Linked DNA regions of Sus scrofa: regions 2 and 3 are each linked to region 1. A link is a contact called in public HiChIP or PLAC-seq data. All regions are on one chromosome and are shown on one strand. Each heading gives the region's core, a stretch centred on a gene start, on an enhancer-like site or on the middle of the called end of the contact. The rest is flanking DNA. Distances are from core to core; before and after follow the strand shown. Region 1 overlaps VPS13D (vacuolar protein sorting-associated protein 13D). Region 2 overlaps DHRS3 (short-chain dehydrogenase/reductase 3). Region 3 overlaps DHRS3 (short-chain dehydrogenase/reductase 3).

Evidence for each region. HiChIP or PLAC-seq counts read pairs in DNA pulled down with a chosen protein or histone mark.
Region 2: an H3K27ac HiChIP or PLAC-seq map of alveolar macrophages shows a contact between it and region 1. The contact joins two enhancer-like sites. A contact is called at or near these places in 2 of 47 Hi-C or Micro-C datasets (both in liver) and 2 of 2 datasets of contacts at active chromatin or transcription factors (alveolar macrophages and skeletal muscle).
Region 3: an H3K27ac HiChIP or PLAC-seq map of alveolar macrophages shows a contact between it and region 1. The contact joins two enhancer-like sites. A contact is called at or near these places in 2 of 47 Hi-C or Micro-C datasets (embryonic fibroblasts and liver) and 2 of 2 datasets of contacts at active chromatin or transcription factors (alveolar macrophages and skeletal muscle).

The regions. Positions count from the first base shown.
Region 1 is chr6:72,407,682-72,411,471 of Sscrofa11.1, reverse strand. The region is part of intron 62 of VPS13D (vacuolar protein sorting-associated protein 13D); the gene reads right to left. Among named protein-coding and RNA genes, the nearest start is that of VPS13D, 150 kb to the right of the region's middle. Within about 2 kb of position 1,676, at least 44 of the 83 cell types and tissues checked have an H3K27ac peak or open chromatin away from gene starts, as enhancers often do. A contact at or near this core is called in alveolar macrophages, liver and skeletal muscle, where this site is marked.
Region 2 is chr6:72,577,597-72,581,386 of Sscrofa11.1, reverse strand. The region is part of intron 1 of DHRS3 (short-chain dehydrogenase/reductase 3); the gene reads left to right. Among named protein-coding and RNA genes, the nearest start is that of DHRS3, 20 kb to the left of the region's middle. Within about 2 kb of position 1,881, at least 68 of the 83 cell types and tissues checked have an H3K27ac peak or open chromatin away from gene starts, as enhancers often do. A contact at or near this core is called in alveolar macrophages, liver and skeletal muscle, where this site is marked.
Region 3 is chr6:72,557,888-72,561,677 of Sscrofa11.1, reverse strand. DHRS3 (short-chain dehydrogenase/reductase 3) reads left to right here. Exons shown (of 6, transcript XM_021095382.1): 5 at 1,916-2,041. Among named protein-coding and RNA genes, the nearest start is that of DHRS3, 39 kb to the left of the region's middle. Within about 2 kb of position 2,152, at least 1 of the 83 cell types and tissues checked has an H3K27ac peak or open chromatin away from gene starts, as enhancers often do. A contact at or near this core is called in alveolar macrophages, where this site is marked.

The DNA of each region.
Region 1 (3,790 bases), core at 427-2,926:
ACTTGGAATTTATCCTTATGTAGAGTGTGAATAAAAACTTAATTTTCTATTTTTCCATATGGCTCTCTAGCTAGTCTAAGTGCATTTATTAAAATATCTATTTATTTCCCAGTGAATTAAAGTGTCTTTACATTAAAATCTCATGGGCAATTTAATAGACTTTCTCTTTTCCTTTCTCACTTATTTTTTAATCCTTTAGCATGTCTGCCTTAAATTCTTTTGGAACACGAGCACGTTTAGTTGAAGAAACTGAAGAAAACATAGATGAAATTTTCTAAAATAAGAGCGGGAAAACTTTTTATTGTTTTTGTTGTTGTTGTTGTTTTCCCACAACTGTGGCATATGGAAGTTCCCCAGCCAGGGACTATATCCAAGCCATGGCTACAACCTGTGCCACAGCTGCAGCAATGCTGGATCCTTAACCCACTGTACCAGGCTGGGGACTGAACCCACGCTGCCTCAGAGACAACACTGGATTCTTAACCCACTGCACCACAGCAGGAACTCCCAGAAAAATCTTGTTGTAACTCAAAATTCAGATCAAAAAAGGCAAAAGATTGACACGTTTTACAATTTAAAATAAGAAACTTTTGCATGATTTAAACACACACACACACACACACACACACACACACCAAAAGCAAAATAAAAAGACAAATGAAAAACCAAAGAAAAAATACTTGCAACTTATATCAAAGACAAAACTTATATAAAGAGCTTCTAAAATTTGTCTTCTAAACTTATATCAAAGACAAAACTTATATAAAGAGCTTCTAAAATTAGGTAAGAGACTAATAAAATGATCTTTTAAATGTGCAAGTGGAAAGTTCCCTTAGGTGCAGTGGGTCCGGCACTGCTGCAGCTGTGGCACAGGTCAAAACTGCAGCTCGGGTTTGATCCCGGGCCTGGAAACTTCCACATGCCACAGGTGTGGCCAAAAAAAAAAAAAAAAACCAGAAAAGGACATGCTATATGACCAGTCAATTTATCCACAGAGGGGGAAAAAAAAAATGGCCCTTTTTAATAAACATGTGGTCAGGAGAAGAGAAAAAACAAACATAAAAGTAACAGAAGAACCAGAAAGGAGAGACATCCAGACCAGGGAGGCCAGCAACATCCAATACAGCTGAGGACCCTACAGAGATGAGCCAAAAGGCAGCTGGATCCGGCGCCCTGGGTAGTCTCTAGCAACCTCCTACTAAACAATTTCAGAACAAAGCATTTCAAAGATTACGAGCATCCTCAAATTAATCCAGCCTAACACTCCCATTTCTTTAAATAAATAAGACCAGAGAAATGTTAGGTGGCAGGCCTAAACCCCTGCAGCTAGTTAGGAGTTAGGAGTAGACTCTGGACTTGAACATGCTCGTTTCCACAACAGCAACTACCTACTAGGTGGAAGGCAGGAAGACCAGACTAGAGAATTACTTCATTTCTCCTGGAAGACTCGCTGCTCTTCACTCTTGCATGCTTCCCCCAGCCACGTGGTGCATGACGAGGGGGGCAGGCACGACCTTCCCCACTGGACTGACAGAGAAACTGAGGCCCTGAAGCCTTAAGCACTTTGCTCAGAGTCACACAAGAAATGTGCTGGGAAAGACAGGTCCTGACATCAGTTCAGCCGCTGTTGGTTTTGTCGGTACAACTTGGAGCATTACTTTCTTCTCAGAGAAGAGGAAATGAGATCAAAACAAAGGCAAAAGGCCAAAGCTTTTACCCCAACTTCCTCCCTGCAGCCAGATGAGGAAGAAGAGCCACACGTGATACAATGACTTTAAAACCTCCACTGAGCGGTCGAAACCCTCAGGAAAGACACTGGCCCCTTTCTGAGTGGCTGCGCTTTGTCTGAACCACAGAGATGTTCTGGCCCCTTCGGTAGAAAACGATCTTGACCTGGTGCCACTCTGGGGCCTCCCGCGTTTGAAAATGCTGAGACAGGACGGGTTGCTGTGAATTACTCTGCCACCTTCAGGTTGTTCTGGCGAGTCAAAGGGAGGGAGGGGAAGGACCCAACAGGGCTTTTTCTTGTGGTGACTAAATGACTAATCAAATACAGTAGTATACAAAGTTGATGCCTATTTACTCAAGTAGCAGACGGTTTCCTGTTATAAAATGGATTCTGGAGAAAGCAATCTGTGCTCCTAAGTTCCTAATAAAAATAGGAAACTGTCCATTCCTACCTCCGCCAGACAAAAACCTGCTGAAGTCTTCCAGAAACTTTATGGAGTTGAAAGAAGAAATACCTGCCCATATTGCATCAGGTCTCGGATCACAAGCTAGTCCCTGGGCCATGTCCTTTCCTTTCTTAGTTTATCCTGCACTAAACAAAACTGTCTGGAATTCATTCTTTAAAGGTTTATTTATGGTACATAGAGACTGTTTATGTGAAGCAGGGTATTTGCCCATTTCCCTCTTGGGACAGTGTTTAAAACTACAGGGATATTTCCCTCTCTGGCACTTTCTGAAATACAATTAACAATACCGAATCTTTTTTCCTTTTAACAAATCTGGTTTTTATTTAGGGAGGGGAGGAAAAAAGTAAAGGGTCTGAAGTTTCCCAACAAATTATTTCAAGCCTTTGAGAAGACAGTTTTAGGCTTTTTAAATAGTGTCTTTGTCTGAAATTCCCCCTCACCCCCACCCTCTTGCTCTCTGACCATTAAAATGTGGGTTTTCTTCCAAACTAGATTGCTCAATTAAAGCCCTTCTTTTGTAATACCCCAATGCACTAAATGGGAAAAGGACTGCTGTAGGCCACCTTGTGAAACCTTTTAAAGGCTCCTGGACGCTTTTGATCTTTAAAAAAAAAAAACAGAAGAGCATATAAACTACCTGGCATTTTCAATATTACTCTGCTACTCTCTAACATGCAACCTCGGGAGAATAATGGAGAAGCGGGCGGGCGGAGTTGGGGGGGTTGGAATCGATGCTCTCATCTCTGCATTTGTGAGATGGAACTATTATCTCCCTCTCCTTCCAGCACAGACTAAGGAATCCAATTGAGAGAGCAGACGTGAAGCTGCTTTGAGTCCTTCTGAACAGACACTCTATCTGGCAATACCGTACCCTCGGTGTAAACCTGAAGAGATTTCCCTCTGAGGTTTCTGACAGCCCCGCTTCTGGCCTGGAGTCAAGAGAATCAAGATAATTATTCCTTCAACACCAAAGACATGGTTACCTTTTAGTCAGACTCTTGTGATTCCTGTTCTGGGACAGGATTCCATTTCCTAAGCACATACTTTCAGCCGTTACATATTCATCTCAAGGAGCCGACTGCTCTTCCTAAGAGCTACTAATCAAGGGATATTACTCTGTTAGAAAACTCTTTGAATAAATGACATTATTTTATGAGTCCCAGACTCCACTAGGAGAACTCAAGACACGATAAAACGGTGACTTTCATAAGCTGAGAACTTCACTCTGATGTCCCAATTCCCAGCACCCTGGGTGAAATAGGAACGTGCCACACCCAGGGTGCCCCCGTCCCACACCTCAGAACGTGGCTGCTCCACTGAATTTGTTTAGCAGCCGTTTGGAAAACGCCTTGACGATGTCCCTTCAATATAGTGTCAAGTGAAACATTCAGCCTAAACGATTCCCAGTATATCCGATGCAAAATATCATGTAAACATCAATACCATGTAACTGGGGGTCTTGCTGTTTCTTTTTTTTCATTTTTAATTTTTTTGTCTTTTTAGGCCCACACCCATAGCACATGGAGGTTCCCAGGCTAGGGGTCGAACTGGAGCTATAGCTGCCAGCCTAGCACAGCCATAGCAATGTGGGGATC
Region 2 (3,790 bases), core at 632-3,131, 170 kb before region 1:
CTGCAGCAGGAGCGCATCTGCTGGATCTCGTTTCCTGCTGTCCAGAAGGCGCGGAAGGCCTGAGACTTGGCATTTGGTCTCCCCTGCCCGCCACTCTCCATCTAGGTGTGGGACCCAAGCTGTCCCACATGACCCCTTGCTCAGAAAGTTCCTGCACTTGTTAATGCCCTGCCGTTGCCATCTTGAAGTCCTCAATAATTATTCAACTGGCAGCCACGCCTTTTCCTTTCACACAGGGCCTCACAAATGATGTGGCTGGTCCTCATGGAAGCCATACACCTGGGTTGTCAACTTCATCCCTCCCAAGGTCCCCTCCAGGGATGTTATGGCCCGTTTTGCAGGGGAGGCAACATGATTTCACTCATTCGTGCACATAACGCACGAGGCGACTGATTATCAAGCCAGGTGCTGGGAACTCATAGTGAGCCTGCATTTCTAGGGTGTCATTGCACTGGGGGAGGGAGACAGAAAGGAAACAACAAATAACTATTACAATTTCAGATAGTGACAAATTGCTATAAAATAAAACAGGGTGGACGTTCCCATTGTGGCTCAGCAGAAACGAGCCCGACTAGTATCCACAAGGATGCAGGTTCATCCCTGGCCTTGCTCAGTGGGTTAAGGATCTGGCATTGCCATGAGTTGTGGTGTAGGTTGCAGACGTGGCTCGATCCGGCGTTGCTGTGGCTGTGGTGTAGGCCAGCAGCTGCAGCTCCAATTCGACCCCTAGCCTGGGAACCTCCATATGCCACGAGTGCAGCCCTAAAAAGCAAAAATAAAATAAAACGAAGACAGGATGACGTGAGGGAGAGAGGCTTAAATATCAACTTCAGTGAAAGGGAAGCTGGAAGCAGCTCTGGTTTAGCTGGGCCCTGCTGCATTCTTGGGGTGTTTTTTAAAGATACCCCCCCACTTGCTAAAAGGACTTGAGTTAGTGGGGTCCAAGTCGGGGAGCCAGTAGGGGGCCTCCCTGGGCAGTTCGGGGTGGGAAGTAAAGGCTGAGGGCTGAGTTTGGGGGAAAAGGAGTGAGGAGAGGGCTGGCCCTGAATTCTCTGAGCAGCTCCAAGTTCTCACCAGGCCAGGCCCTGCACCTGAGGCTTCTAACCAACGCTGGCAGCCCCATGAGGGTTCCTTGCACTTTTGACCTTCCCCTCACCAGCGAAGGAGGCCAGTTTCAACCCTCCCCACTTCCCCAAGTGGGAGATGTTGAGGCTCAGAGATGCCAAGTGACTCATTCAAAAGTCACACAGCAAATCAACTCCAGAGCAGGGTGCTGGCCTGCCTGGCCCAGCCAGGCTGATTTCCATTCCCAAGGGCACTTCAGAGCCTGCGGTTGCCAAGGGGATGCATGCAGTCCAGGGCCGCGCTGGGAGCTCTCTGGAAGACACGGTGGCCCCCTGCCCTGTGAAGTAGGGCAGTGGCTGGTGGGCAGCCATGGGACACTTTGACATCTGCTTAAAAGGGCCTCCAGCGCCCAGGCTTCGCAGAAGAAGAACGAGCTTCCCAGAAAGCCGAGAGCAAAGGCAGGCACTTCCCCAATCTGTTGGGCGGAAAGCCCAAATCTGACCCAGAACACTCAGCTCTAGGGTCCGGAGGCCCCCTGGGGAGGCAGGGGATGGGTGCCTAGGGGAGAGGCTGACGCCTGAGGAGTGGAAGCTGCCAGCCCCCAGGGATGCTCCGGAGGAGGGAGGCCGCGCTCCAGCTGGGCCGGTGCCTGCCCAGGGGGCGGCGGAGGAGGCGGCGGGAAGGTTCACGCTGCGGCCAGCAGACTGGCTGCGTGTTGCAATGTCTTGTGGCGTTTGCAGCATCCTGTCCGTGTGCGCAGCTGGGGTAACCTCGGGCCGGCGCGGAGGAGCGTGTGTGGCTCGCAGGCCGCGCGGCCTGGAGGCTGCTGGCACCTTGCATCTCATTTACAGCTCCGGGTTCAGCCGCAGGTCAGCGGCGCGGGTGACATCACGGCGTTTGTTTACCGCCCGGCCGCTGCAGGGAGGAAGCGCGGGCGGTCCCTGCCGCGGGAGGGGACCCTTTCCGCACCCCGCCACCGGCGCCGGACCCCAACCTGGCCCCCGCCCCATCCGCGTCCCGCCCCCAGCCCACCCCCTTCCCATCCACGCCCGGACCCCATTTCTCCACTGCCCCCTGCCCCTGCCGAGTCCCCGACCCCACCCCCCAATCCGTCACTCGTCTTCACCCCACGACCCCCGACCTGAGCCCGGAACCTCCACGCGACAGCCCTCTCGACCCGGCACCTCCGGGACACAGCCCCGCCCCCCCCTCCCCATCGACCTCCCCCCGCCCCCCCCCCTTCCAGCCCTTCCCCATCCGCCAAATGGGAGCCCAGCCCAATCCCCACCCAGGACTCCAGCCCGGCCCCGCCCCACCCCCTCCCGGGACCCCCGCGGGCCCCCACCCTCCGCCCGTCCCTGGGCCCACTTTCAGAAGGACTTCCTGGAGCCTCCTGCCAGATCCGTTGAGGTTTCCCCGGCGGCGGCTCCTCCTGCCACCCCCTCACCCCATCATGTGAGCGCGGACCCGCCTCCCGGCCCCGAGCGGGCGGGGTTGGCCCGCCACTTTGTTATTGGAAACTGGTGTGTTTACCCCGGCGCGCTAGGTGGGTAGCTGGCCTGCTCGGCCCGCATCCAGGCACCCTCTTCCTGCCCAGCCGGCCCTTGCCACCTGGAACTCTTTCCGGGCCCCGCCCCTCCCTCTGCTTAAGCCGAGTGTTCTGGAAGCTGAAGGGACCTGCGGATAGAAGTCAGGATCTCTCGCTTTCCCCATACCTGGGACTTGCCACAGCCCGCCTTCCCAGGGGAGGGAGGCTCCGCGCCTGGGTTCCTGGCCATCCTGTTCTTGCATTTTCTCAGGCCAAACCCTTTAGGGTCCTCTTGGCGCCCCTCCGGGCCCCCCAAACCTGCAGCTGTGCGGAATTCCTCCTCCATCACTTCTGCCAAGCGCTCCAGCCCCGCTCCCCTCCATCTCTCATAGGGGTCACCTGCGGGTACAGCAGCTGCTCCTAACCAGCCCTGGTCCACTGCCCCGGCCCCCCCGCACCCCCAACATGCCATACCCACAGTGCAGCAGCCAGGCCTCGTTCCAAAAGCCAAGTAGAGTTGTCCTTTCTCTGCCCACAACCCTCCAAAGGACTTCCCATCTCACTGGGGGAAGAATTCAAACCCCACCCGCACCCAGGGCTGCAGCCCCCAACCTCACGTCTCCCACTCAGCTCTTCCACTCGGCCTCCTTGCAGTCCCCCCCCCCCGCCCCCCACCTTTGCACTGGCCATTCCCCTGCCCAGAATGCTCCTTCCCCACATGTCTGCATGGCTCCCTCCCTCACGTCCCCTAAGTCTCTGCCCAAGTGTTAGCTTATCAGAGAGGCTTTCCCTGTCCCCAAATGCCCATTCCCATCCAAATGCTGCTTTCACCCCATGATTACTCCATCCCGCTTCCCTGCAAAGCTTCCCGTTCCTTCCAGGCACTTTCAGCCACCTTCATATAGTGTATGGTCAATTGTTTATTGTCTCTTGTGTCCCTTCTTTCCTATACACACATGAAAGCAGACTCCAGGAGAGTGGGGTGAATTTCTTTTCTCCTGTTTCCCGGGGCCTCCGGCAGGGCCCAGTCTACAGTCAGCACCCAGTCAATACTGCCTGAATGAATGAGTGAGAACAAACGAGGGAATGAGGCAGGACAGGGAGTAGAGCTTGGCTTTGGTGTCCAGGTTTAAGTATTGTTCTGAAACTTTTCTGGCTGTCCAGCCTGCCCGGGCTACTCAGCCTGTTTGAGCCTTA
Region 3 (3,790 bases), core at 903-3,402, 150 kb before region 1:
TTCCCAGCGCTGAGGGTGGGAGGCAGAGGTCTAGGACAAAACGGATGGGCTTTCCGGGCAAGAGTGGCCATGTGGGAGGGGGCTGTTGTTTGTAAATTGCTGTTTACTGATCGTCTATGCTCCAGCCACACCGACAAACCCTGCCGTATTTTCCCACCCCCTCAACCCGCACCTGCAACCCTGTGAGAGCCCTTATCCCCATTTCCCAGATGAGGGAACTGAGGCTACTTGCTCAAGGCCACACCGGCTGAGTGCACTCTTTCCAGGGGTCTCTGCTGCCTTGTGGAAGTTAATGGCTCTGCCAGTTCCCTGTGTAAACACCCCACCCACTGCCAAGAGAAAGGAAAAAGGCATCCCCTGGGTTAGGTTCTCCGGGGTGGGGGTCTTACCAGGAAGGGTGCCCTGAACCCAGGGACCTTGGTCTCTCCATCTTGTCTTCCTGACCCCCCGGCAGCGGCACTGGCCCAGGTGGGGGCTGGAAACCCAGACTGTCCAGGGTGTCTATGGGGTTCCTGTGTCATGAACCGCCTCACACGTTCCTCACCACAAGACCCCCAAGGCCGGCCGTGGCCGACGGTAGGTCCTGGGTGTCTTGGCAGCATATGGTGACAGCCAAGGAAGCACAGCGTGGAGGGTGAGCTCCATGGACTCTCTAAGGCCAACCCAGCTCACACCAGGGGTCCCGGAGTCGCCTTTTCTCAGGGTGACATCAGGCCCAGGGGACTCCTCAGCCTCAGTCCTCCTGGTGCAGAGCAGCTGACCAGCCCCTGTGGGACCAAGGTCGGAGCCGGCAGCCTCAGCCCAGCACCTGGAGGTCCAGGAGGGGCGGGACAAGCAGCAGGCAGGGGAGGGCAGGGACAGCACTGAACTGGGGCTCCTTTGGACCTGGTTTGAATCCCCAGTCCCCCACCTACTCCCCAGAGCTTCAGCTTCCTTCTCTGTCGATTGGAGCAAAGGACACCTGTTGAGCACTTAGCCCAGGCCCCGCACTGAGGGAGCATCCCCTTTGGGCATCAGGTCAGATGCCTATGAACAGGCGTGAGAAGCCCCCAGTGTTTGCTTATTCAGCCATTTGTTCATTCACCCCCCCCCCGGGGGGATACGCTCTGCAAATATGTGAATGAATCAATGAATCAAGGAGTGAGCTTGTGAACCAGCAAGCAGGGCAGAGAAGGGTGTCCCCGGCAGAGCCCCAGCCTCCAGGATGGGGCGGACACAGCCGGGGAACGCCACGTCCTCCACCCCTTCAGCAAGCATTTATTGAGCACCTGCTATGTCCTGGACCCAGGGCGCACACCAGGGAGCAAGACCCACCAGACCTCTGCCCCTGGGGAACTCACGGGCTGCTGGGGGAGGCAGGCTGTTCCCGGGAAACAAGCAGACAGGCAGGGCCATTCTAGATGTGATACGTCCCCGTTATCATGGGGACAAGAGCAGAGGCCACTCTCAGTGGACAGCAGAAGAGAGCCAAGGTGATGGGACAACTGGCAAAAGGCCCCGAGATGGGAACGATGTTAAGTGACAGGATAGGCCAGGACAGCTGGGGCAGAGTGAGAAGGGGAGTGGGGCCCAGAGGAAAGAGGGCTGAAGACAGGGGGTGGCGGGGGGGGGGGGGTGCGGGGGGAGCAGGGCAGTGACGGGAGGAGTGTGGGGCCTTAAGGAGCCCTCTGAAGTGCTCTGAGAAGCCAGGGTGGGTGGGCTGGGAGGCCTCGAGGGGAGACTCCCTGGGAGGAGGGGTGAGAGGCTCCTGACATGTCTGGGGGAGGCTGGGGAGCAGGGAGAGTGTTCCAAATGGGACTCAGGTCTCCCACACGGGAGCAGCCAGAGCCATGACCCTGACATATGCGCCACGGGGGTCTTACAGCGGGGCACCTGCTCCTTAGGAGAAACCCACACTGTCTCTTCCTGCGGGCAGGTTCCCCAACCTCTTTCCCCCCCTGAAGCCGGAGACGGTGGCCCGGAGGACGGTGGAAGCCGTGCAGCTCAATCAGACCCTCCTCCTGCTCCCGTGGACCATGCATGTCCTCATTATCTTGAAAAGGTACGGGGCCGGGGGAGGAAGCACTGGGTCAGGCTTGTGCTGGCCGTTTCCCCTGCTCCACACAGACTCGGGTGGGGAAGAGGCCTTGGGCAAGAGCAAGTGCCCTGTGATTGATTAGTCATGTCTGCTGTGGGTGTGAAAAAGAGGAGCGGCGGCCTGTGTGGCATGGATTGACTGTCCTTACAACAGAGCGGTAGTTCTCAAACATGTTGGGCTCAGGACCCCTTTACCATCTTGAAAATTACTGAAGAACCCTGGGATTTGCCCCTGTGGCTCAGCAGGTTAAGGACCTGGCATTGTCTCTGTGGCAGCACAGGTTCAATCCCCAGCCCAGTGCCGTGGGTTAAGGATCCAGTGTTGCCAAAGCTGTGGCTCGGAATCATTCCCTGCATATGCCACAAATGCGACCATTAAAAAAAAAATTATTGAAGAACCCAAAGAGTTTTGTGTATGTGAATTGTACCTATTGCATTAGAAATTAAAACTGAGAAAAAGATTTATAGGATTTATACATTTATTCACTTGTAAGTAGCAATCATGAATCTATTCAGGGTTAATATAAGTGATATTTTTATGAAAAGTAAGTATATTTCCCTCCCAAAAAAGAATGTAGTAAAAGAATAACATTGCTGAACATTTTTTGCAAAGCTTTTTATTATCTGACTTAATTGAAGACAAATGGATGCTCATATCTGCTTCTGATTTTAGTCTGTGATGCTGTAGGTTGTGGAGCCTCTGGAAAACTCAACTGTATACTTGTGAGAGAATGAGGGTAAAAAAGTCAAACCGGAGTTTCCTGGTGGCTCGCTGGGTTAAGGATCTGGTGTTGTCACTGCTGTGGCTGGGATTTGATCCCTAGCCAGGGAACTTTTGCATATCATGGGCAAGGCCAAAGGAAAAAAAAAAAAAAAGGTCAAATCCCATCTCGGTATTATAATAAAATAGTTTGAGAGTTCCCGTTGTGGCACAGTGGAGCTGAATCTGACTGGCATCCATGAGGATGTGGGTTCAATCCCTGGCCTTGCTCAGTGGGTCACGGACCCAGCATTGCTGTGAGTTGTGGTGTAGGTCGAAGACGCAGCTTGGATCCCGCGTTGCTATGGCTGTGGTGTAGGCTGGCAGCTGTAGCACGTTTGGCCCTAAAAAGCAAGAAAAAAAAAGCAAAAATACTTTGATCTCACAGACAGAACTCTGAAGAGATCTCAAGTACCCTCCAAGGGTTCCTGGGCCACACTTTGAGAACTACTGTTCTAGAGACGAACTCCCAGGCCTCGGCAAGTTGAATGGGGTGGGGAGGACAGGGGTCTCAATGTCAAAGGCTCAGGAGTCACAGAAAGGTCGCCGTGCTTGTCAGGTGGGGGTTTCCAGGGCAGGCCACCTTGGGAGGCGGGCTTTACACAGGAGACCACCCTCCAGAATTTTCCCAGCATCACTTCCCTAGAATGTTCCAGACTCTGGGCAGCAACCCCTGCACGTTCTAGCCCCCCACTGAAGGGGCTGTTCCAGGGGCCCCAAGCTCAGTTTCCCTGGGCCTCTCATGCTGCCAGGAAAGCCTCTGCCTGGAGCCCCGAGTGCCCGTGGTCTCTTGGCTCCTCGGGGCCCCCCACCCCCCAGCTGACTGAACCCCTCTGACCTGAAAGGCCTTTCCGGGAAGCGAAGCACCCGAGTGCCTTTATCAGATGTCATCCCCCGGGAAACCAGGTTCCCCTCTGGTGGGGACAGGAGGCCCTGGCATGCAGGCGACTCCTC